Linked DNA regions of Sus scrofa: regions 1, 2, 3, 4 and 6 are each linked to region 5. Evidence: chromatin contacts called from public Hi-C and HiChIP or PLAC-seq data. All regions are on one chromosome and are shown on one strand. The core of a region is the stretch at or near the end of the contact, and the rest is flanking DNA. Distances in the headings are between cores, read along the strand shown.

What was found. A called contact is a pair of places that touch in the nucleus more often than the background predicts. HiChIP or PLAC-seq counts read pairs in DNA pulled down with a chosen protein or histone mark.
Region 1: a contact with region 5 is called in an H3K27ac HiChIP or PLAC-seq map of alveolar macrophages. The contact joins the promoter of NDUFV1 here to the promoter of KMT5B in region 5. A contact is called at or near these places in 2 of 5 promoter capture datasets (fetal skeletal muscle and liver), 5 of 47 Hi-C or Micro-C datasets (heart right ventricle, liver, omental adipose tissue and 2 more) and 2 of 2 datasets of contacts at active chromatin or transcription factors (alveolar macrophages and skeletal muscle).
Region 2: a Hi-C map of embryonic fibroblasts shows a contact between it and region 5, with 3 times the contacts expected there. The contact joins the promoter of ALDH3B1 here to the promoter of KMT5B in region 5. A contact is called at or near these places in 2 of 5 promoter capture datasets (fetal liver and liver), 1 of 47 Hi-C or Micro-C datasets (embryonic fibroblasts) and 1 of 2 datasets of contacts at active chromatin or transcription factors (alveolar macrophages).
Region 3: a contact with region 5 is called in an H3K27ac HiChIP or PLAC-seq map of alveolar macrophages. The contact joins the promoter of LOC100522421 here to the promoter of KMT5B in region 5. A contact is called at or near these places in 1 of 5 promoter capture datasets (fetal liver), 1 of 47 Hi-C or Micro-C datasets (embryonic fibroblasts) and 1 of 2 datasets of contacts at active chromatin or transcription factors (alveolar macrophages).
Region 4: an H3K27ac HiChIP or PLAC-seq map of alveolar macrophages shows a contact between it and region 5. The contact joins the promoter of NDUFS8 here to the promoter of KMT5B in region 5. A contact is called at or near these places in 4 of 5 promoter capture datasets (fetal liver, fetal skeletal muscle, liver and 1 more), 4 of 47 Hi-C or Micro-C datasets (embryonic fibroblasts, heart right ventricle, liver and 1 more) and 2 of 2 datasets of contacts at active chromatin or transcription factors (alveolar macrophages and skeletal muscle).
Region 6: a contact with region 5 is called in an H3K27ac HiChIP or PLAC-seq map of alveolar macrophages. The contact joins the promoter of PPP6R3 here to the promoter of KMT5B in region 5. A contact is called at or near these places in 2 of 5 promoter capture datasets (fetal liver and fetal skeletal muscle), 3 of 47 Hi-C or Micro-C datasets (epiblast stem cells, heart right ventricle and skeletal muscle) and 1 of 2 datasets of contacts at active chromatin or transcription factors (alveolar macrophages).

The regions. Positions count from the first base shown.
Region 1 is chr2:4,962,536-4,965,927 of Sscrofa11.1, reverse strand. It overlaps NDUFV1 (NADH dehydrogenase [ubiquinone] flavoprotein 1, mitochondrial), which reads left to right and starts at 1,717. Exons shown (of 10, transcript XM_003122438.5): 1 at 1,717-1,928; 2 at 2,990-3,072; 3 at 3,145-3,315. The coding sequence starts at 1,857. LOC110259233 (a long non-coding RNA gene) reads right to left here and starts at 1,664. Exons shown (of 2, transcript XR_002341426.1): 1 at 1,439-1,664.
Region 2 is chr2:4,885,891-4,889,147 of Sscrofa11.1, reverse strand. It overlaps ALDH3B1 (aldehyde dehydrogenase 3 family member B1), which reads left to right and starts at 1,603. Exons shown (of 9, transcript NM_001315593.1): 1 at 1,603-1,658.
Region 3 is chr2:4,908,340-4,911,491 of Sscrofa11.1, reverse strand. It overlaps LOC100522421 (aldehyde dehydrogenase family 3 member B2-like), which reads right to left and starts at 1,369. Exons shown (of 12, transcript XM_021082736.1): 1 at 575-1,369. UNC93B1 (protein unc-93 homolog B1) reads right to left here. Exons shown (of 11, transcript XM_003122436.6): 11 at 1,659-2,712. The coding sequence ends at 2,380. LOC102164445 (a long non-coding RNA gene) reads left to right here and starts at 2,482. Exons shown (of 4, transcript XR_002341424.1): 1 at 2,482-2,571; 2 at 2,662-3,152.
Region 4 is chr2:4,865,831-4,869,267 of Sscrofa11.1, reverse strand. It overlaps NDUFS8 (NADH dehydrogenase [ubiquinone] iron-sulfur protein 8, mitochondrial), which reads left to right and starts at 1,876. Exons shown (of 7, transcript XM_003122434.3): 1 at 1,876-2,120; 2 at 3,049-3,112; 3 at 3,208-3,258. The coding sequence starts at 2,040. It also overlaps a transcript of ALDH3B1 not described here.
Region 5 is chr2:4,709,111-4,712,123 of Sscrofa11.1, reverse strand. It overlaps KMT5B (histone-lysine N-methyltransferase KMT5B), which reads right to left and starts at 1,588. Exons shown (of 11, transcript XM_021082731.1): 1 at 1,186-1,588. It overlaps LOC102162815 (a long non-coding RNA gene), which reads left to right and starts at 1,804. Exons shown (of 4, transcript XR_301556.3): 1 at 1,804-3,013.
Region 6 is chr2:4,521,939-4,525,251 of Sscrofa11.1, reverse strand. It overlaps PPP6R3 (serine/threonine-protein phosphatase 6 regulatory subunit 3), which reads left to right and starts at 1,831. Exons shown (of 26, transcript XM_021082696.1): 1 at 1,831-1,962. TRNAA-AGC (a tRNA gene) reads right to left here and starts at 1,347; the gene lies at 1,275-1,347.

The DNA.
Region 1 (3,392 bases), core at 468-2,967, 250 kb before region 5:
GGATCCATGGCCCAGGGCTGAGCCACGGATTAGCTATGTAATCCTCGGCTCTGCCTGTGCAATCTCTTTTCCTGCCCAGGAGAGGGGTCCTGGGCCCGGTGCTGCCCTACTATCTGCGAGACCTCAGACAAGGTGCCGTGCTCTCGCCACCTCTTTTGGAAACACCACTGATGTTGTTCTGTTCTGAGCGTTTGCTGCATGGGAGGCATTCTGGGAAGGAAGAAAGGCCTGGGTTTGATTCTCGCTCCACCACTCAACAGTTTCACGACCACAGACAAGAAATGAAACCTCTGTGGGCCCTGATTTTTTTTTTTTTTCATGTAGAAAATGGAGTTTGAGTTCCCTTTGTGGCTCAGTGGTTAACGAACCTGACTAGGATCCATGAGAATGCCAGTTCAATCCCTCACCTTGCTCAGAGGGTTAAGGATCTGGTATTGCTGTGAGCTGTGGTGTAGGTTGCAGACGCGGCTCGGATCCCGAGTTGCTGTGGCTGTGGCATAGGCCAGCAGCTGTAGCTGTGATTCGACCCCTAGCCTGGGAATTTCCACATGTTGCAGGTGTGGCCCTAAAAAGCAAAAAACAAAAAACAAAACAAACAAACAGAGAAAGAAAGAAAAGAAAATAGAAAATGGAGTTGATACTATCCACCAAGACTACTGTGGGGAATATATGAGAAAACAAAGTCACATTCCTTTGTAAGCAGCACATTTCTGGAGACCTACGGATAATTACAGGACAAGAGACTTGAGGATGTGGGGGGGAGACCGGAAAGGACATGCTAACCATAGGCCTCAGAGCCAAAGGGTTTCAGAGGACTGACAAAGAGTAAGTCAGGCTTCAAGGATTCAAGAGAAGGCAAAGAACTGTGGACCTTCTCAGGTCACAGGAGCATGGAGGATGGTGGTGGTGCAGGGGACAGAGACGCCCTAAAGCCCCCAAAGGAAGAAGCCTTGGTAGGATGGGGCATGATGTGGCCTGGGCCTGACCCTGCAGGGGATGGGCAAAGTCCTTAAATGCCAGGTTATGGCCTGGCTGAGAAGGCAGTGGGGGGCACGCCGGGATTTTGACCAGAAGCGCCAAGTGCCAAACTCTCCTGATGTGGACTGAAGGAACGGCTGGCAGAATTTAGCAGCATGAGAAAGAGGACGTGCCACCCACTGACCATCTCCACCCTCTGGGCCGCAACCCCAACCTACTTAGGACTCCAGCTAGACACACCTCCTCTGGAGAGACCTCCGCCAGCAGCCCCTGCCTGCCCTGGAGCGGCCCCGTTCCTTGTGGCTAAAGAGCAATCCTTCCCTGAGCCCAGGGGTGCTCGTCGTGGGTGAGGGGCAAAAATCACAGACGCGCATTCATGAGGGTCGGGCTGTAACCGATCAGATTTCTCCTCCTCCCCTCATACACCTGTGCATACCACGGAGCACACAAAATGCGGAACCTGTAGAAAGTAGAAAACACCAGAATCCAGCAGAAGGTGACATGCGTGGTTTGTTCACAGGGAGGCCGAAAGATCTGAGGGTCCCGGGCGAATGTGAAAAAGCAGAGCAGGAGAGGAAGAGATTAATCGCCAGCCCCGCGGAGGTAGAAAGGACAGCCTCGCCGACGTAGAAAAGTACACAGAACTGCATCTCCCAGCAGCCTCAGCGCCAGACAGGCCACTTCCGGCCTCTCCGCCCTCCTACGAGGAGGCGGGGCCAAGGGCGGGGGTGCGAGCGGCGCAGGGAAGCTTGGGCGCGCCGCCGGCGCCCTGGCGCGTGACGTTCTTCCTGTGCGCCGCCTAGCGTCTCGGTCGCGCCGGTTCCTCAGCCTCAGAGCTGTGAAGGTGACAGCGGGAGGTGACCAGGTTGGCTCCCGCGATGCTGGCGGCACGGCGATTGCTCGGCGGGTCGCTCCCCGCGCGAGTATCTGTGCGTTTCAGCGGCGACACGGTGAGGCCCAGCTTGGCTTGGGCCAGGAGTGCTCGCGGGCCGGGTCTCGCGGCCGCACCTGTGCGCGCGCCTTTCCTGGGGGCTGTTAGTGCTTTCTGGACAAACCCTCATCTTCCCAGCCGGGTGGAAGGATGCCGATCCTGCCTGGGTGTAGAAGGGGAACAGGGACAAACGGGAGGCTGATACACCCCCGCCCCCAGCCCTTGGCTTCCCTTATATAATAGGGGCGCGACCTAGCAGAACATTTTGCAGGCGGCATCGCGTCCTTGGGCCATTCCTTCCTCGCCACAACCTTGTAGGGCGTGAAGGTGCCATTGCCCCATTTTACAGATGCAGAAAAGATCGGCATCTTTGGAGAGGGACTTGCGCCTCTTCATTCCTTCTTCAGCGCTCTGCTCCTTATATTGTTTTTTAAGGCGATGGGTGTTGGGAAGCCTGGTCCCCTTAGCCTTCAGCTGGGTCATATGGAATTCCAGACCTCATCTCTCCACAGTTTTATCCCGAGCAGACCTCCCTCTGTCATTTTGTGTCCCAGCCCCAGTGAGGCATTTCTTTTCCTTCAGAAAACACATTTTGTTTCCAGCAAAGTTGAGTGATGTAAGACTTTGGCCTAACCAAGTTTTGGTCCAGTGGCACGGCCAGACCAGTAAATGGACATGACATCACATTGGGACCAGGGAGGTAGTGCGGTGCTGTGGTTTAGGGGTGGGCTTTGGCCATGTCCAGACCTGAGCTTAGATTCCTCTGCTGCTTTGGGGTGTGGGCCCTTCCATAATTCCATTTTGCTCTGAGCCTCAGTTTCCTCTTCTATAAAATGGGAATCATTCCCATCTCAGAGTTATGAAGATACAATGGGCTTTGGATATAAGTTGCTTAGCCTTGTGCCTGCTCACGGGAAGTGGTGGTGGTAGCTACAATGCTGCGAAGGGTTCTAAGGCTTAGGTCCCCACCCTCCTCCCAGCCCAGCCCTATAATCAGGGACACCCAAGAATCTGTACCTTCTGACCTGGCGCCTGTGACCTCAGAGCTCTGCTGAGCCTGCTGACCCTCTGTGTCCCCAGACAGCGCCCAAGAAAACCTCATTTGGCTCGCTGAAGGATGAAGACCGGATCTTCACCAACCTGTATGGCCGCCATGACTGGAGGTAGGATGGTGCCCTTAGGCTGGTGGGTCCCAAGGCAGGGCCTCCCCTCACTGCCTTACCCACTCTGTCCAGACTGAAAGGTGCCCAGAGCCGCGGTGACTGGTACAAGACAAAGGAGATTCTGCTGAAGGGACCTGACTGGATCCTGGGTGAGGTCAAGACGTCGGGCTTGCGGGGCCGTGGAGGCGCTGGCTTCCCCACCGGCCTTAAATGGAGCTTCATGAATAAGCCCTCAGATGGCAGGTGTGTGTAGGCAGGCAGAGACGGGGTTTCAGCAGAGACTTTGGGGGTGGCTGTGGCTCACCTGGGTCTTTGGGCTG
Region 2 (3,257 bases), core at 354-2,853, 180 kb before region 5:
GGACGGGGCCTCTGCAGCCCCTCACCCCTGTCCCAACTGGCTGACATCTCCAGGGGCTACCGGAGCAGATGTGGGCCAGGAGGGCTCTCCTGCCCTCCCAGGTAGGCGAGGGCAGCGGGGAGGGCGGGGGCAGCAAGGAGCATCTCCCAGGTGCCCGGCTGGCCCAGAGGAGACTCGGGGCACCAAGGTGGAAGGGCGGCCCAGGGCACCAGGCACGCAGCGCTGGCACAAAGGATAGGCCTGTCCTCACACCTGTAACCTAATCGCCTGCCTGTCTGACACCAGCACCTGCCCAGGGATCATCCCCCTTTTGTGCTCTGACAGGTGTGCCCAGGCTGGGGCCGGGAAGGCAGAGGATCAGACACACAGAAACCTCCATGGCGACACTTATCACAACAGCTGACCTAGAAGACAGAGGGCGGAGCTCGTCCCCAGGAGGTGGGAGGGGACATCTGGGGATGCACACAGCCCCCACCCTGAGTGACAGCCTTCCCATGCGGGTCCCAGCCTGCTGCTCATGCCCTGTGTGATCAAGTGCTGTTCTCTCTCCGGACCTCTGTTTGCTCGCTGTAAGACGTCAGGTTGCAGGGGTGACAGGCACTACGACTCGTGCTAGATGAGGCAGTGCTGATGGACACAGCCACGCAGAGGGCAGGGGACGAAGCCTGTGGCGGCCTGGCCCTAAGATCATACCTCTGGACTCCAGCTGCCTTTATTTTTCTTGGGTTTGTTTTTTAAAAAGTTTTATGGTCACACCCGCAGCACATGAAAGTTCCGAGCCAGGGATTCAATCCGAGCCACAGCTGCAACCTATGCTACAGCTCCAGCAAATGCCAGGTCTTTAACCCACTGCGCTGGGCTGGATATTGAACCTGCACTTCCGTAGTGACCCAAGGCGCTGCAGTTGGATTCTTTTTTTTTTTTTTTTTTTTTTCTTTTAGGGCCACACCTGCAGCTTATGGAAGTTCCCAGGCTAGGGGTCGAAATCGAGCTGCAGCTGCCGCCTATACACGATAGCCTCAGCAACGCGGATCCTTAACCCACTGAGCGAGGCCAGGGATCAAACTTGCATCCTCGTGGATACTAGCAGGGCTCTTAACCTGCTGAGCCACAACAGGAACTCTCAGTCAGGTTCTTAAGCCACTGCACCACAGAGGGAACTCCTCCAGCCATCTTTGCATCTGACCTCTTCTTTTTGTAGATGGGAAGCCGAGGCTCGGAGGACTGGGCGTTTTGGGAGCAGGGCTTTCCCTGCTACTGCAGGCCACTGCTCCCAGCCCACATCATAAAACCCAGGCCACGTCCCCAGCCACATCATAATACCCAGGCCACTGCCCTGGGCTCTCCTCCACCTCTGGCTGGGCCTGGGACCCTTCCCATGAGCCTGGGGTGGACCCCTCAGCTCTGCATTCCCTGAAGACCTGGTGCTGGCCCTCTCTGGGCCCTGACTCCTTCTCTGTGGTCCAGGAAAGAGGCCCCTAAGAGAAGTGGTGGTGAAATCTCAGCCCGTAGGCTCCAGCCAGCCCAGAGTCAAAGTCAGGCACGAGGCCAGGGCAGCCCCGCCCAGGGGTTGGCCCAGCCACAGACATTTCATAGCGGAAGGGCAGCTGGGCAGAGCAGGGCCAAGCAGGAGGAAGGGCAGCCTGGCAGGTACTCAGGTACGGTGTTCTGCGGAGGCTGGGGAGGTAGCAAGGAGCAGTCAGGGACCTGTTGGCTCGGGGACTCTGGGCTGCTGTCAGTCCTGGCCGGCCTGGCCACTCACAGCTGTGTACAGAGACCAGCTTTGTCTTCTCGGAGATTCTCTGCCCCCGGAGAGAAAGGGGAAAGAGGGAGGACTTCCCTTTGCCCCAGCAGAGGAAGGAGGCGCAGGGGAGAGGCCCCGGAGTCCCTTCGGCCTGCCAGCACCCTTGTTTTGTCTGAGCTGGGCTGCCCTCCCTCCTCTCCCTCTGGTTAAGCACATCCTGTAAGGGAGCCGGGGGCCCCAGCTCTGGCCTCCGCTGCCCTGGGGGCTCAATCATCCGTTTGGTGACGCTTATCTCCTGGACACTCGCCCCGCGTGCCCGCTGTGCGGGTGGGGTTAAGCAGCAAGGGATTCCGAGAGATCCCGTTCCTGGGAATGGACTCTGCCAGGGTCCGGGAGGGAGGGAGGGACTAGCCGGCCGCCCGCCTTGCGGAGGGCCTGATGGATACCAGAGGAGCTCCGGTGGAGCCTCTCTGCGGTAGGGCCGGGGCTGGCTCACCTCGGGACCTCACCTCCAGCTCCCCACAGTGGAAGGGAGGGCGCTGCTGCCCAGAGTTCGGGAGACCTTGTGAAAATCCAGGTTAAGGCTACAGGGAGGGAGATCAATTAGAGGCCCTTGGGTATTGGCACCTGTGACCTCCCCTTCTGATGGCCTGGTGGCGGCGGTGGGGGGGCGGGGTCCCCTGGACCCTCAGACCACCGCATTCTCATCTGTCGCTTTGGCCAGCTCTGCATCCCTGTCCCCACCTGGGTCTCAGGTTGAGGTCCTTGCCTCCTGGTGTCCACCCCGGGTCAAGACCTCCTGGTGTTCCCACCCCAGGCCCTCCTCCCTGGGGCCCCCTGGGCTCAGCTGTCCTGTCTGAATACCCATCACTCAGAGCCGTTCACCAAGCCCTGCCACCGTGTCTTCTCCCCATGGCACCGCGCGATAGACACCATCCCCACGGCCCCACCGGGAAAAGTGAGCCACAGAGAGGCCAGGCAACCTGCCCAAGGCCTCTTGGCTAATAAACAGAGTTGCTAGGATTCGGCGCCAGGTCCTGCGACCCCTGACACTTGAGACAGGGAGTGTGCGCTTGGCAGGCCTGTGGTATAAGTGGGGAGACCGAGGCTGAGACACCGAGAGAGCAGGCAGGGCGGGGGCTGGGAGAAGAGCCGGGGCCAGTGCCTTTAGGTAGCTCATCAGTGGGACTGGCCAGGGCGCAGGGGTGGGGCTCGGGCCCCGATACCCAATGATGTTTGGAGCCGGTTCATCTGAGTGCCCACCCTGTCTGTCACCTCCTCAATGCCACACGACCTGGACCTCAGCTTCCTTCAGGGGGAACCATCAGAATGCCATGCTGCACCTACCTTGGGCACCCACGCTGGCACAGTGCCTGGCACAGTCAGCGCTCGGTCATTATTATTATAATAAGAGAATCCCCGACTCATGGCCTTGAGGGAAGGTGGCTGGTCCTCGGGGCCCAGGGGAAACAGACCTGTCCCTTGTCATATCAAGTGACTTAGCAACTCCCAG
Region 3 (3,152 bases), core at 120-2,619, 200 kb before region 5:
TCGGAGCCGTAGCTGCCGACCTAGGCCAGAGCCACAGCAACATGGGATCCGAGCCGCGTCTGCAACCTACACCACAGCTCACGGCAACGCCAGATCGTTAACCCACTGAGCAAGGGCAGGGACCGAACCTGCAACCTCATGGTTCCTAGTCGGATTCGTTAACCACTGCGCCACCACGGGAACTCCCGGAATCATATAGTTTTTTAAAGATCTGGGGCAGATGGACAGAATCGCAGAAGCTGAGGCCCCGGCACAGACTCTGATCATCCACACTGGAGTCTAGGCTGCCACCAGTTATCGTATCCAGAGGAGACAGTGACAAGGGGAGATGCCATCAACATCAATGTCCTACTTTACAACCAACCCTGGAGCTGCCAAGGGGTGGGACATTCGCATGTGAGGCCTGTTCAGCTGCCCCCACAAAGAGCCGGCCTGCTGAGGCTTGCCGCCACAACAGTTGCCCTGTCCTGGGTGTGTCCCTTTACGTGTGTCTGGGTGTGTGTGTGTCGTGGGGGGTGGGGGCGTCTTGTCCATGTGCCAGGAGCAGCAAGGGCTCTTCTGCTGGGGAACTCACCCTGGTGCGAGGTGTGCGATCGGAAGCCGTGCTCCTCCCTCACTCCTGGGCCCTGTTTTCCTCTGCTTGTCACCAGAGTCTTTGTCCAGTATCGAGATGTTAGAAATGACTCTGACCCGGGACAAACTGTAGACCCATGCTTATCTGTCCACCTCCCATGCCTGGCACACCCAGGGGCTCCCCGCTCTTGCAGATGAAACCCAGACCAAGCAACTAGTTGCCCCACTCCAACTGGAATTTAGCTGGGATCGTGCCAAGAGGATGTTGCCACATCTGCCATTGGAGAATTTCCCCTTCTGTGCCAGATGCTGATGGAAAGCAAAAGGGAAGGACAGGGTGAAGGAGCTTCACCCAGCCCACTGGTCCCGCCCGGTGGCCAGCCTGGACCTGCTTGTCACTGAAAGTCTGTGTATGAATTTCTGGCCCCTGTCTGAACGTAGAGGCCACCTGGGATGGGAGGGGGCTGGCCCTCACTGTAGCTGTAGCCCTTGCTGACCCCAGGAGTGCAGGACCCCGGGTCTGTCAAAATCCACTTGATGACGAGTTTATGTTGGTTCATGGCAGACCCTGCAGGGAGGTGGGAAAGTCCCTTCCCAAGGGCCCCAGATCACAGGTTTAATCGCCTTCCCTAGGCTGGGTCCTGAAAGGATGCCACCAGTTCTCAGGACAAGGGGAGGGGAGCCCAAGGAAGGACCCATTGCGTGTACCTAATGTGAATAGCTGATGTTTGTGGAGTCCCCATCATGGCTCAGTGGTTAACGAATCTGACTAGCTTCCATGAGGATGCAGGTTCGATCCCTGACCTTGCTCAGTGGGTTCAGGATTCCGCCTTGCCCTGAGCTGTGAACTGTGGTGTAGGCCGGCAGGAACAGCTCCAATTAGACCCCCTATCCTGGGAATCTCCATATGCCGCGGGTGCAGCCCTTAAAAAAAAAAAAAGCTGATGTTCGTGAAGAGCTCACTCTGTGCCAGCCCAGACGTCCTCTGTTCATGACATTCTCGGCATCTCCGTAATTTCATGGTGTTCCCAGGCGAAAAGAAATATCTAACAGTTCTATTTGAGACTTATTGTATTTTATTTTTGTGAATTATTGTATTTTATTTCTGACAGTGCTCGTGGAATGCAGAAATTCTGGAGCCAGAACCCACCCTCCAGGCCCATGAGGGACTGGCGGCCGCTTCATCCCCTCCGCTGAGGTTCCTACAGGCTCCCCCGCCCCACCCGGCCCCACCCCGCCCAGGCGTTTCTCTCCTGAGTGGATGGGGTGGGACGGGCCAAAGCAGGCGGGGGTGGGGAGGGGCGGGGCCTCCAGGAGCGCCATTGGTGGTGGGCGGGGCCTAGGGGACCCTCCCTCCTCAACCGCAGTTCAAGGCAGCCACCACCGCAGTGCCCAATCGGGTGGGTCAGCCGTGCACACACCCCCGGAGCTCTCTGTCCCCTCTCCGCAGGAGCCATCCCAATGAGGACAATACAAAATTTCTTTATTGCAAACAGTCGCGCCGTAGGAATGTGCAAAGCTCGCGACACGCTCGGCCCAGGCCTGTAGCCCAGTTTGGCGGTACTGTGGGGGGTCCCTGTCCGGGGGCTGGAGCCGGGGAGAGGGTGATGGAGAGCCGCCCCAGGGGCGGAAAGGGGATTTCAGCCGTGCGGTCTCTTGAACCCCGGGCCTTGCCAAAAGGTCCCATGGCCTTACCCCGCCTTGCAGGGAGCTGCGGGGCGGATCCTGCACACGCCACGGGGCGCGCAGAGGGTCCTTGCAGAAGTTGGCGCAGAATCAGACCTTAGCCGCGTTAAACCGGGCCCCTCACTGCTCCTCCGGCCCATCGCCTCCCTGTGCCTGTTCGAAGGGGCAGGGCCGGCGGCAGAGGCCGGCTGGTTCGGGGCCGGATTTCGGCCCCACGGGAGGCACCTCCTCCTCCACGCCGTCCCCCCGACCGCCGCCGCCGCCACCGCGCTCGTCCTCCGCGTCGCTCTCGTCCGAGTTGTCCTCCTCCAGGTAGCGGTAGCCGCGCACCTTGTGCTGGGGCCGCGGGATGCGGGGCTGGCGCGGGACCACGCCCCGCCGCAGCTTCTGCTCCATCCACAGGTACGAGGCCGTGGCCACCACCAGCGTCACCAGCAGCACCGCCAGCTTCACCTAGGCGCACAAGGAGGGATCCAGGGGACCTTCCGGCCGCTGGCCTCACGCCCTCCCGACTCATCCCAGCTCCCGGATAGGCCCACTCCCTTCTGGAACTCGCACCCGCAGCTCCTCTGAGGGCCTTCCCCACTCCTGGGAGCCGCCTGCCACCCAGGCTTCCTGAGCACCCTCCTGCTGACAAGGCTCAAACCCCAGCTCTGTCCCTTAGGTCACCCTACCTCTCCGGGCCTCAGTTTCCCTAACTGTAATGATCATGCCTTTGTCTCACAGGGTAGATGGAAGATGTGACAGGTGGACACAGGGCTGGCGCTCCCTGACCGGGGCTTAGACTGCTCTGTCCCTTACACGTAGGGGTCATAAGTAGTGCTTCTTAGAGATTTTGACTAGAACACACAGAAATAATGTTGCATCATAACTCAGTACACACGCACTCCTTT
Region 4 (3,437 bases), core at 627-3,126, 160 kb before region 5:
TGACGGCCACACTCTCTGCCACCGGACAGGCGCCAGTGGGATGGGCAACTACCATGGCAAGTTCTCCTTCGACACTTTTTCCCACCACCGCACCTGCCTGTTGCGCAGTCCTGGGCTGGAGAAGATCTACGCCATCCGGTACCCACCCCATTCTCCACGCAACCTGAGGGTGCTGCTGACGGCCATGGAGACCCGCAGCTGCAGCTGCACCCTGCTGTGAGCCGGCTTCAGGCACCGGAGGATCCAGCACCCCTTCCAGCTCACCTGAGTCCTCTGCAGCCACGGCCACCTGGGGCTGGAGGAGATATGACTGGGGTCCTCGGCACAGGAGGAAAAGGCCGGGGCCAGTGCTTGCCCTCCTCTCTCCTGGGGTTTCTCTCTTTGAGAAGATGTCCCCCAGCTAGGATGGGTCACGGTGCAGGAGTGTGGGAACCAGTGCAGTAACCTGGCTGCCTCCTCCCACCCTGGCCACCTGTGTCCCCGGAGAGGAGGGTAGATGTGGGCACCTCTTGGCCACCACCCTTTCTGTGGCGGGTGCAAAACGGGCCCTGGCATCTGGCCCATGTCACGCTGTGGACGGGCTGTGACCGGGGTCATCCCTGCCCTCTCTGAGCCTGTCTCCCTGTCTGTGTACAGAGGAGGTAGCGAACAGCACCTCCAGACAGCACTGTGAGGATTAAATCTCGGAGCTGAATCGCTGACTCCAAGCTTCAGGTGTCCTGTCTCCTCACTTGGGTGGGTGAGGCTGCCCCCGTCGTCTCTCCCCCCACCTGTCCCTCCAGTTCAAGCTGATGAGACACCTGCAGCAGGACTCCCCTTCAGCTTGCGCCTCTTGGGAGCTCTGGATGTGCTCCCGTCCCCCAAGTGGCTGGCCCTGGGTGCCTTCCCCACAGCATATCCCAGCCTGGACTCACACGCTGCCCTGCCTGCCAATCCTCCTGGGCCCCAAGGCCCTGGCGTGGTCCCCCTCCACTCAGCCACCAGAGCCAAACTCCTGGGCCTCCTGCTGGATACTCCCTTCTCACCTCCCAGATCCCATCTTTGAACAATTCCAGATGATTCTATAATGCTGCCGAACTTCCCTGAGCCATACAGCAATCACTGTGCCCAGACCCAGCCCTTCTCCTCCGCAGTACCCACGTGGCCCTCAGCCTGACCCCCTTCAGAGGCGTGCTCTGGCCCACAAGTCTGGACCCTTAACAGTCCCTGGGAGGCCCCATGCGTGCCACCCTCTCCTTGTCCTCTTCAAATGCCCTCGAGGTGTCCTCCTTTTCGGGCAGACCTCTGCACTGACGCTGGGCATATCCTCTGGTCCTTCTTGTTCTGCCCAACTCCTCTTTACTGTCTGCTGGGACGGCACCTCCTCCAGGAAGTCCTCCCTGACCACTTTCCACTCCCTCCGACCCAGATGACCTAGGGGATCTTCTCGGCCTCCGGGGTCCCTCTGCCGCACAAGTCACTGGGAGGAAACACCGCTTTGGTGGCCGTTGAGGGACGGGGCTCCCGAGTCGTTTAGATCCAAGACCGTTGTGGCGGCCACACGCAGCAGCTCTAAGGCTTGGACCAAGTAATTACGCATGCCCGTGCCTCAGTTTCCCCATCTGTAAAGCGAGAACGATCGTTCCTTCACACAGGGCTCCGTGAGGATTAAATGAAACCGCTCGGGTGAAGTTTTAGCCCGGAGCAGGCACGGCTCCCGCGCGTAATCAAGCGCCGAGATTCTCGTCCCCGCTATCACATACCGCCCGCGGAGGCCGGGGGGGCGGAGGGGGGCGGGTACCTCTGGCCAGGATGCCCAGTCAGAACTGGAGCAGCTTCCCTAAACCACGCCTCGGATGTCCCGCCTCCAAGGAACCGGGAGTCCCGGTTCATCAGCCTCTTGAATCCAGCTCGGCGGCGCTCTACCGCACTTCGAGCGCCTGCTCTTCCCTAGCCAATCGGATTAAAGGTCGTCTTTGATCCCGCCTCTTTTGGCCGCATCAGCCAATCAGACCACACTATGAAGAGTCAGCGCGGAAAAGGCAAAGCCAGCCGGCCCAATGGAAGCGTCCCAGGAATGTAGGCTCCGCCTCTCGGTGGACCGGCCTCCTCCGCACGGGAAGGAGCGGCAGCGCTTCAAGGTGGGTGTTCGGGGCTCAATTGTTAAGGCCAGGTCTGGGCAGCGCGGCGTCGGGGGCGAGTGTGGAGCCCCTGCTGGCCCCGCTGGCTCCGCGCCCAGGCTCATCTCGGCCCGCCCAGGACCCGCAGCCTCCGTGCCCTTGAGCGTGCAGCGGGCGGATCGAGAGGCCCATACCCTCAGGGCGCAGGCGCCGCCCGCATCCGTGGGGTCAGAGGTCGTGAGGAAGGTCGGGGAAGGAGCTGGGTTGGGCTCCTGTCACTGAATTCGGCGGTCAAAGAAATGGGCCCTGTAGAGGTCACAGGTCACGGGAGGGGCACTTTTGAGCTCAGGCTAAGTGCCAGGCCCGGGGCTAAACCCTTGGCATCGTCGAGCTCCCGTTTCACAGACGAGAAAACCCAAGGTCACTGCAGGCTGGGAGACAGTTCCAGAAGGGCCTGGATGCTGGGGAAAGGAGTTGATCTGGAGGGTTATTTGAGCCTTTAAAGGGTTCCAGCAGGGGAGGCCTGGAGGTGTGAAGGGAGGGGTCTGGTCTGGGTTCACATCCTGGTCTCACCTCCTTAGGTGTGACTGTGGGCAGGTCACTTCACACGAGTGAGCGCAGCTTCTCATCTGTGCCTCCCTCTGGGGTGGGTGGGAGTCCTCCTGAGGACAAAGTGACAGTGCACGTGACCCCTAGCAATGTGCTTGGCACAGGGAGCTCTCAGTAAAGGCTGTTGGCAGTGTTATCTGCGTCCATCTGGAGGCTGGGAGGGGCTACACCTGGGAACGGGAAGGCTGCCTGTGCCTCTGATCAGAATGGGGTTGAGTAGGGGACAAGATGACGTGGTCGTGCTGGGTCAAGGGTCAGGGCTCCTGCAGTGCTGGAGTGCGGGGGTCTGGGGGGCCCTGTATGGGACCCACCTACACCTCCCTCCCTTTCACCCCCACAGATGCGCTGCCTGAGCACGCCCATGCTGCTGCGGGCCCTGGCCCAGGCCCAGGCTGCACATGCAGGTAGGACTCGGGGGCCTTTCTGGGGTTGGGGTTGGGTGCGGTACCACCTCTCAGGATGAGGTCGCAGCTGCACAGCGGAACCCCTCTCCTTGCAGGACATCCCAGCGCCCGGACCCTCCACAGCAGCGCGGTCGCAGCCACCTACAGTGAGTAGTCCTGGCAGGGCTCCCCCTCTCCCAGCCTTAGTTGCCACTCCGTAAAAGGAGGGTGGTGATCGAGATTGAATGTGGTCCATGGGAGCCGAGTCCGTCATTGCAGGGCGTTGGGGGGGCAGCCCTTCCCAGTGGCTACACAGTATTATTTCAGAGCTGCCCTGCCCTGTGCG
Region 5 (3,013 bases), core at 339-2,838:
AGACGGCATCTAGAGAGGTCCCGGTGCAAAGAATCACAGCGGCCACCCACCGATTCTTCCCTCTCCGGATGCGACGGGGCGAGCTCGGCAGCACTGGCCGCGGAGGACGCGCGGTCGCCGCCTGAGCGCGCTGAGTCAAGTTCTCCCACTCGACGGACGGGAGGCGAGCGCTCCAAAGCGGGTACCCGAGCCCGAGAAGGGACGGAGCGGGCTGCTCTGCGTCCGCCGCGCTTCTACAGCACGCCGGCAAGCCGCGTCGAGCTGTCATCCTGAACACAGCTTCCCCGCGTCTCAGAGGTGGGGCGACGCGGACACATCACCCTCGGAGAAGCGCAAGGAAGACAGGCGCCCCGGGAGGACCAGCGCCTCGGCTCGGGACGCGGCGCCGGCGGGGCGAGGGCGCCGGGAGACAAGCCCCGGCCAGAGGCCCCAGCCGCGCTCGAGGGCGGCCCGGCGCGGGCGGAGCAGCGGCCCGGGAGGCGAGCCGAAGGGAGGCTCGAGTCCAAACAAAAACAGCCCGAAGCGGAGCGCGGCAGAGGGAGCAGATTGGGCGAGACGGTTCACGGCTGCCCATTGGAGAAGAGGGAAAACAGAGTCCCCCAATCGCGAGCGGCGGGGCTGCTCCCCTCGTGCGGCCGCGGGCCGGCCCGGCGCTGCCCGGCGGCCGCTACCGCTCCCTTCCGGCGGCGGCGCCCACTGCAGGGCCCGCGCCCCGCGCCCGCCGCCGCCGCCGCCGCCGCCGCCGCCGCCGCCGCCGCGCCCCTCCCCCGGTCGCCGCCCCCACCCCCCGCGGCCCCGGCCCCGGCCCCCGCCCGGCGCCCCCGCGCCCGCCGGCCCGCCCCCAGCCCGCCGGCCGCCGCCCGCGCCCGCCGCCCCGGCGCCCCCCGCACGCCCGCCCCCCGCTCACCGCCGGGCGCTGCCCGCTCCTCCTCGGGGCGCGTCGAGGCCCCGCCGCCCGGCCGCTGCACTGGGGGGCCCGCGCTCCCCAGCGCCACTCCCCCGTCCCCCCAGAAAATTAATCACCAAAAATAATTCCAGAGAAAAATGGAGAGTAAAATCCAAGATGGCGGCGCATGCCGCAGCACCGCCCGCTCCATCCGCTGTCGGGAAATGAGTCCCCGCGGCGGCCGGAGCCCCCCGCCCCCACCGCGCCGCGCCCCCGCGCCCCCGCGCCCCGGGCCTCACCTCGCCTCTCGCGCGGCCTCGGGGTTCCAAAGGCAGCCGCTGGCCTGGTGGCTCCGCGTCCCGGGTCCTGGCGCCGCGCGTGCCGCCTCCGGTGCCCGGGCGCCCTCACCTCATAGCTCCGGAGCCTCGCCGCCCGCGCCGCAGACGCGTCGCCGCCCCCGGTGAGCCGCTCGGACGCCGCCCGGGAACGGTGGAAGGACACGAAAAGAAGTGCCCTCGGCCGGGCGGAGGGACACCACTCCGGGCTCGCGCCGCTGCGGCCGCCTCTGTTGCTTTTACGGGACGGGGGGTGGGGGGAGGCGGAGAAACCCGAGAAAGAAATGAGTTCCCCGCCGGGTGCTCCCGCGGCGGAGGGACAAAAAGCGAATTTCGAGCGGACGAGGCGACTCCCTGCTTCGCTCGCTCGCGGCGGAGGGATCCGTGTCGAGTAGTCGCAGGAGATCCCTCCGCCCCTCAGCTGCCCTTTAAATCGCGGCTGGAGGCGGCGTCGTCGCGCGCCCCTCAGGCGCCCCTCAAGCCTGAGGCCTGTTGTGCTCCGGTCCCGGCGAGGCTGCCCTCCACCTTGGTTCCCGGGCGCAGCTGCACCCACCGGCTACAACTCCCGAGCTGGGACGGGAGCAGCCCGGGAGCGGGGTGGGGGTGGGGGGACGGACGGGCTCCTCGCCCAGGGCGCCTCCGGGTTGCGCCGGGGGGAGGCGGCCCCACGGAGGCGAGCCTCTTTGTTGTGGGAATGGGTGTCATTGGAAGCTGACCCACCCTTCGAGGCCTGTGGGCAGCCTGAGCGCTCCACCGCCTAGTGTGCGGGGAGGAGGGAGGGAGCGTGCCTTCATCAGGCCACTGGCTTCCTAGCGTCGGCCGCCCCTTGCCTGAGCGCCTACTGTGTGCCGGCTTCCCGGGAAACAGGTCTTCCCGCCTCCCTGGTTGGGCAGTGCCCGCCCCGAGCATGCGGCCCCTCCGGAAAGCTTGGGCGGGTCGGGGTGTTGCGGGGAGAGGCTCACTCGCGCCAGGTGTGCGGGGAGCGTGCGAAGCCCCGCCCTTGGGGCCCGCAGGTGGCGATGATGACTGAGAAATAACAATCGCGAGAGGACCGGGAGTACCAGCCTTTACTGCCTGCCGGGTGCCCCGTCTCTCGTCCTCCCTACAACGACCCCCAGCAGGAGCGGACCGTCTTTTCCTGGTTCATACGTAGGGAAACTGAGGCACCGACAGGGCAGGTGACCTCTGAGCCGATCGGGGCGTGGGCCAGCGCCCTCATCCAGCACTCCGGGGAGAGGTGCAGGCGTCGAGGTTGCCGCCGGCGGGCGGATGCACGGAGGCGGCGCCCGAAGGGTCTCCCCCGACGCGGAGGGGCGCTCGGAGGAGGGCGCGGTTGGGCGACGTGAGCCCAACAAGTGCAAAGGCCCTGGAGCGGGGGTGGGGGGGCGGGGTTGCTAAAGACGCCGCCGCTTCCGGAACTTAGGGAAGCCCAGCGCGGCTCCTGCAGAGAGGAGGCGGGCAGGGCCGGCGGGTCCACCTATTCCCGGAGGAGCCCCACGTCTCCTTTGGCTTCCTCTGCATCCCCCAGGGCCTGGCCCCGAGTAGGCCGACCGGAAAGGACGGTTCCGCGGGGCGTGTGGGTGACCGCACGGACTGTGGGCCGAGGAACCTCATTATTCCTCCCCCTTGACCTTGGGTGGCAGACAGGACGCTCATTAGCCCCTTCCGCAGGTGGCCCACTGAGGCGCAGGGATTTGCTGAGGGCAGGTATCTAACAGGTGGAGGCGGGGCTAGACCTTTAACACCGGAGCTCCTCCCACTGGCCTCGCCTTCCCGCCGGGGAAGCCCACCC
Region 6 (3,313 bases), core at 582-3,081, 190 kb after region 5:
TCGGCGCTCAGAGAACCTGAGTCGGTGGGGTGGAGGGAGCCTCCGGCCTGGGCAAGTGGGGTGCAGAGAACTGCGTCTGGAAGGCAGCCCAGTGGCCAAAACTGCTGGTGTGGCCATCCGCTACCCCCAGTGGCCAAGCTCTGTCACATGTCTCAGGCCTGGGAGGTCCTCTGGGGAAGCCCCACAGGGAGCCTGTCTCCCCTCCCTATTTTTAGTCTTTTTAGGGCCTCACCTACAGCATGTGGAAGTTTCCAGACAAGGGGCTGCCAGTGTATGCCACAGCCACAGCCACACCAGATCCTTAACCCACTGAGTGAGGCCAGGAATAGAACCAGTGTCATGCATCCTAGTCGGATTCTTAGGCCCCTGAGCTACAACAGGAACTCCCTGCCTCCCCTCCTTGGGCCTGAGAGGCCATCTCTGCCCAAGCCAGTGTCACGGGAGAGACCTGCTGGCAGGCAGACCTCCCTGCCCCGAGCCCTCATTCTGACTCTCCCCTGAGCACCGGTGCTGGTGATTTCCCCCTAGGCAGGGTGGCACTGGTCTCAAGGCCCGGAGACCCGGTCACTTCGGACACTTCCTCTCCCGCCCCGTGTCTCTCTCAGAACAACCCAACCTGTTCCAAGGCCCCACCTTGGGGTCTCAGGTCTCCGGGAGTTAGCGCAGAGCTCTGCTCTCGCTGTCCTGAGGGTCGGATTGCCTCCGGCTCAGGAAGACCCCACCACTCTGTGACTGGAGGAGTCTGACGTCAGAGCCGGGACCCTCTGCTCCCCACGCACCCCCGCAGGCTGGGCATAGACTAAGTGCACACTAGGGCTGCCCACGAGCACTAGTGCCCCTAGCACTCTCTCCCCCGCAGCGGGCCCCGCAAGCCTCCCCCCACCGCATGCAGTTGATTTACACGTGACCATACACGGCGTTTTGCCGGCTTTTAGGAAGGAGGCCGCATCTCCAAGCGTCGGCTCTCTCTGGGGTGGCTCTCTTTAGGAGCAGGGGGCGGGGGGAGATGGCTGAGTGGGCTGTCTCGGGGAGGGCGGGGAGTGGCAGGGCGCCAGAGGAGAATTTTGGGAGAAGCTCGCGTGTCAATCCTTCCGCAAGGCAAAACGAGGACTCCTATCTTCCCGCAATCTGGTCCCTCGCGGAGGCTGGGGAGTCGGCGTAAGCTGTATGGGACTCCCCACCTTCACTCTGATAGACTCCCAGTGCGGGCACCCAGGGAAAGGAGCGTGACTTTGACCAGGAAAGTCCCACACCCCCCTTCTAAAAGTCTACAGTGGAGAATGCGGGCATCGATCCCGCTACCTCTCACATGCTAAGCGAGCGCTCTACCACTTGAGCTAATTCCCCAACCCTGGCTAATTTCCGCCGCCGAAACACATTGTGGCTCACGTCATCACCGGTTTCCTTCAGGCCCTCGGGCCCGCCTGCCCGCCCTCCGGTCTTGGTACCCCATTGGTTCCCTTGCAGTTCCCATCTCTATGGCCATGATTGGTTTGGCTCATTTTAGTTTTAAAAAGCATTGGCTATCGGATTGGTGGTCCGAAGCGTCGGTCAAGCGGAGGCCCTGCTGTTGCTACGGCGTAGGGGGACCCAGCCAGGTTTCTCTCGGTTTCTGATTTGTTTCTCCAGACTCCCGGGTCCTAGAGGTTCCGGAACCGTCAAGTCCATGGGAAAAGGATGAGCCCCTCTCGCTTGACTGACGAGGTCTGCCAGCCAATCGGCGTGCGTGCAACGGGGCCGCAGGGTGATCCAATAGGTTACAGGGGGCGGGAGAGGGAGGCCAATGAGCGCGGGACTGGGGGCGGGGCCAGGGCCATGATTGGCCGTGAGGCGGCCGGAGGGAGGGCGGGGGGAACTCAAGGCCTGCTTGATACGTCCGCCATTTTGGGCGCTTCGCTGATGGTGTCGGTGAGCGCGTTTCCCGCCTGAGCGCAACTAGCGGCGAGTCGCGGGCACCTCCAGGTAATGAGGGGGAGGGGGCGGCGGAGCGGGCCGTCGCGCGGGGTGCGCGGCGCGCGGGCGGCGGGGCGGCCCCTCCGCCCGGCCTCGGCGGCGCGGGGAGGGAGCGTCCCGGCCCCCTCCCCTCCCCCCCGGAATTCGCCGCTCCGCGGCCGGGGAGGCGCGGCGCCCCGGCTCCGGGGCCGTCCCCGCCCGCGCCTGTCAGCCGCCCGGCTCGCCCGCTGCGGGCCGCGGGGGCCGCGCCGGGCCGGGCGCCGAGGCGGGACGAGGGCCCGGCGGCGAACTTTGCGCCCGCGCGGACGTCCGCGGCCTGGCGCGGCGGCGACCGGGCGCGCCCCTAGCCCGGCGGGGCCCGCTCCGCCCCGGCCGGCGGCCCCGAGCGCCGCCCGCCGGCCCCGGAGAACTTCGCTGGGCGCGGGCCCCGGAGCGTGTCAAGTTAAGGCGGCCGCTCGCCGGAGCCTCGCGAAGGCCATTGTTGGACTCCGCTCTCCGGGAAACAAGTTCTGTGGGTTTCTGCTCCTTCGCCGCAGAGTCATCGGAATACGCAGAGCCGGGCCCGGAGTATTTAAATCTCCTTCCGAGCGATTTTTTTTCCACTCCGGTGCTGCGACTCCAGCGTAGACCTGGTCGCGAAGGTCTCCCTGGCGAATATGAGCTTGCGGGGGGCTGGGGGGTGGTCCTTCTTTCGGCAGCAAGAACCTCCCTCTTAAAGAAGCTCTCTCGCCGTTAACTTGGAGGGGTTTCCTCCTCCGTCCCGCCTGCTCTCGGCACAACTTGGACCCTTGGTTGTGCGTAGACCGAGCGAGTCCTTGGAGGTCCCTGTGTGTCCTGACGTCTCAGCCTCAGAGCTTCGTGCAGTGCTCTCGATTCTTACTTTCTCCGTGGGTCGGGTCGAGCTTTGTTTATATTTTGCTTTTATGGGAGGGGCACTTTCGTCCTCGCCGCACTTGTTAACGAGGCTCTTGTCGTATTTTGTGAACGGGAGGCTTACTTGGGTTTTGTCCTCAAGGTCAAGTTGCAGGTAGGCAGCCAGTGGGAAAGCGAGTCCAGGTTTCCAGCCGCTGGAGTCTCCTAAGTGGTGCTGGTGCCTGCGCTCTCTTTGCTCTCGAGTTAGACTGCCTGGTTTCACATCTTGGCTTCATCACTTTCTTCACTGCTGCTTCTGTAACTGTGTCTGCCTCCTGAGTTTGCCAGGAGTAAATGAGTTAATACGTGTAAAGCAGCTACAAATGGTGCCTGGCACGAAGAATCAGCTTAGAAATTAATGGCTATTATTAGGTTTGATGTTTTAAATATTTATATACCATTAGGAAGGTAAATGAGTGTTTTCAGTCCTGGCTTTGGGCGAGTGTCT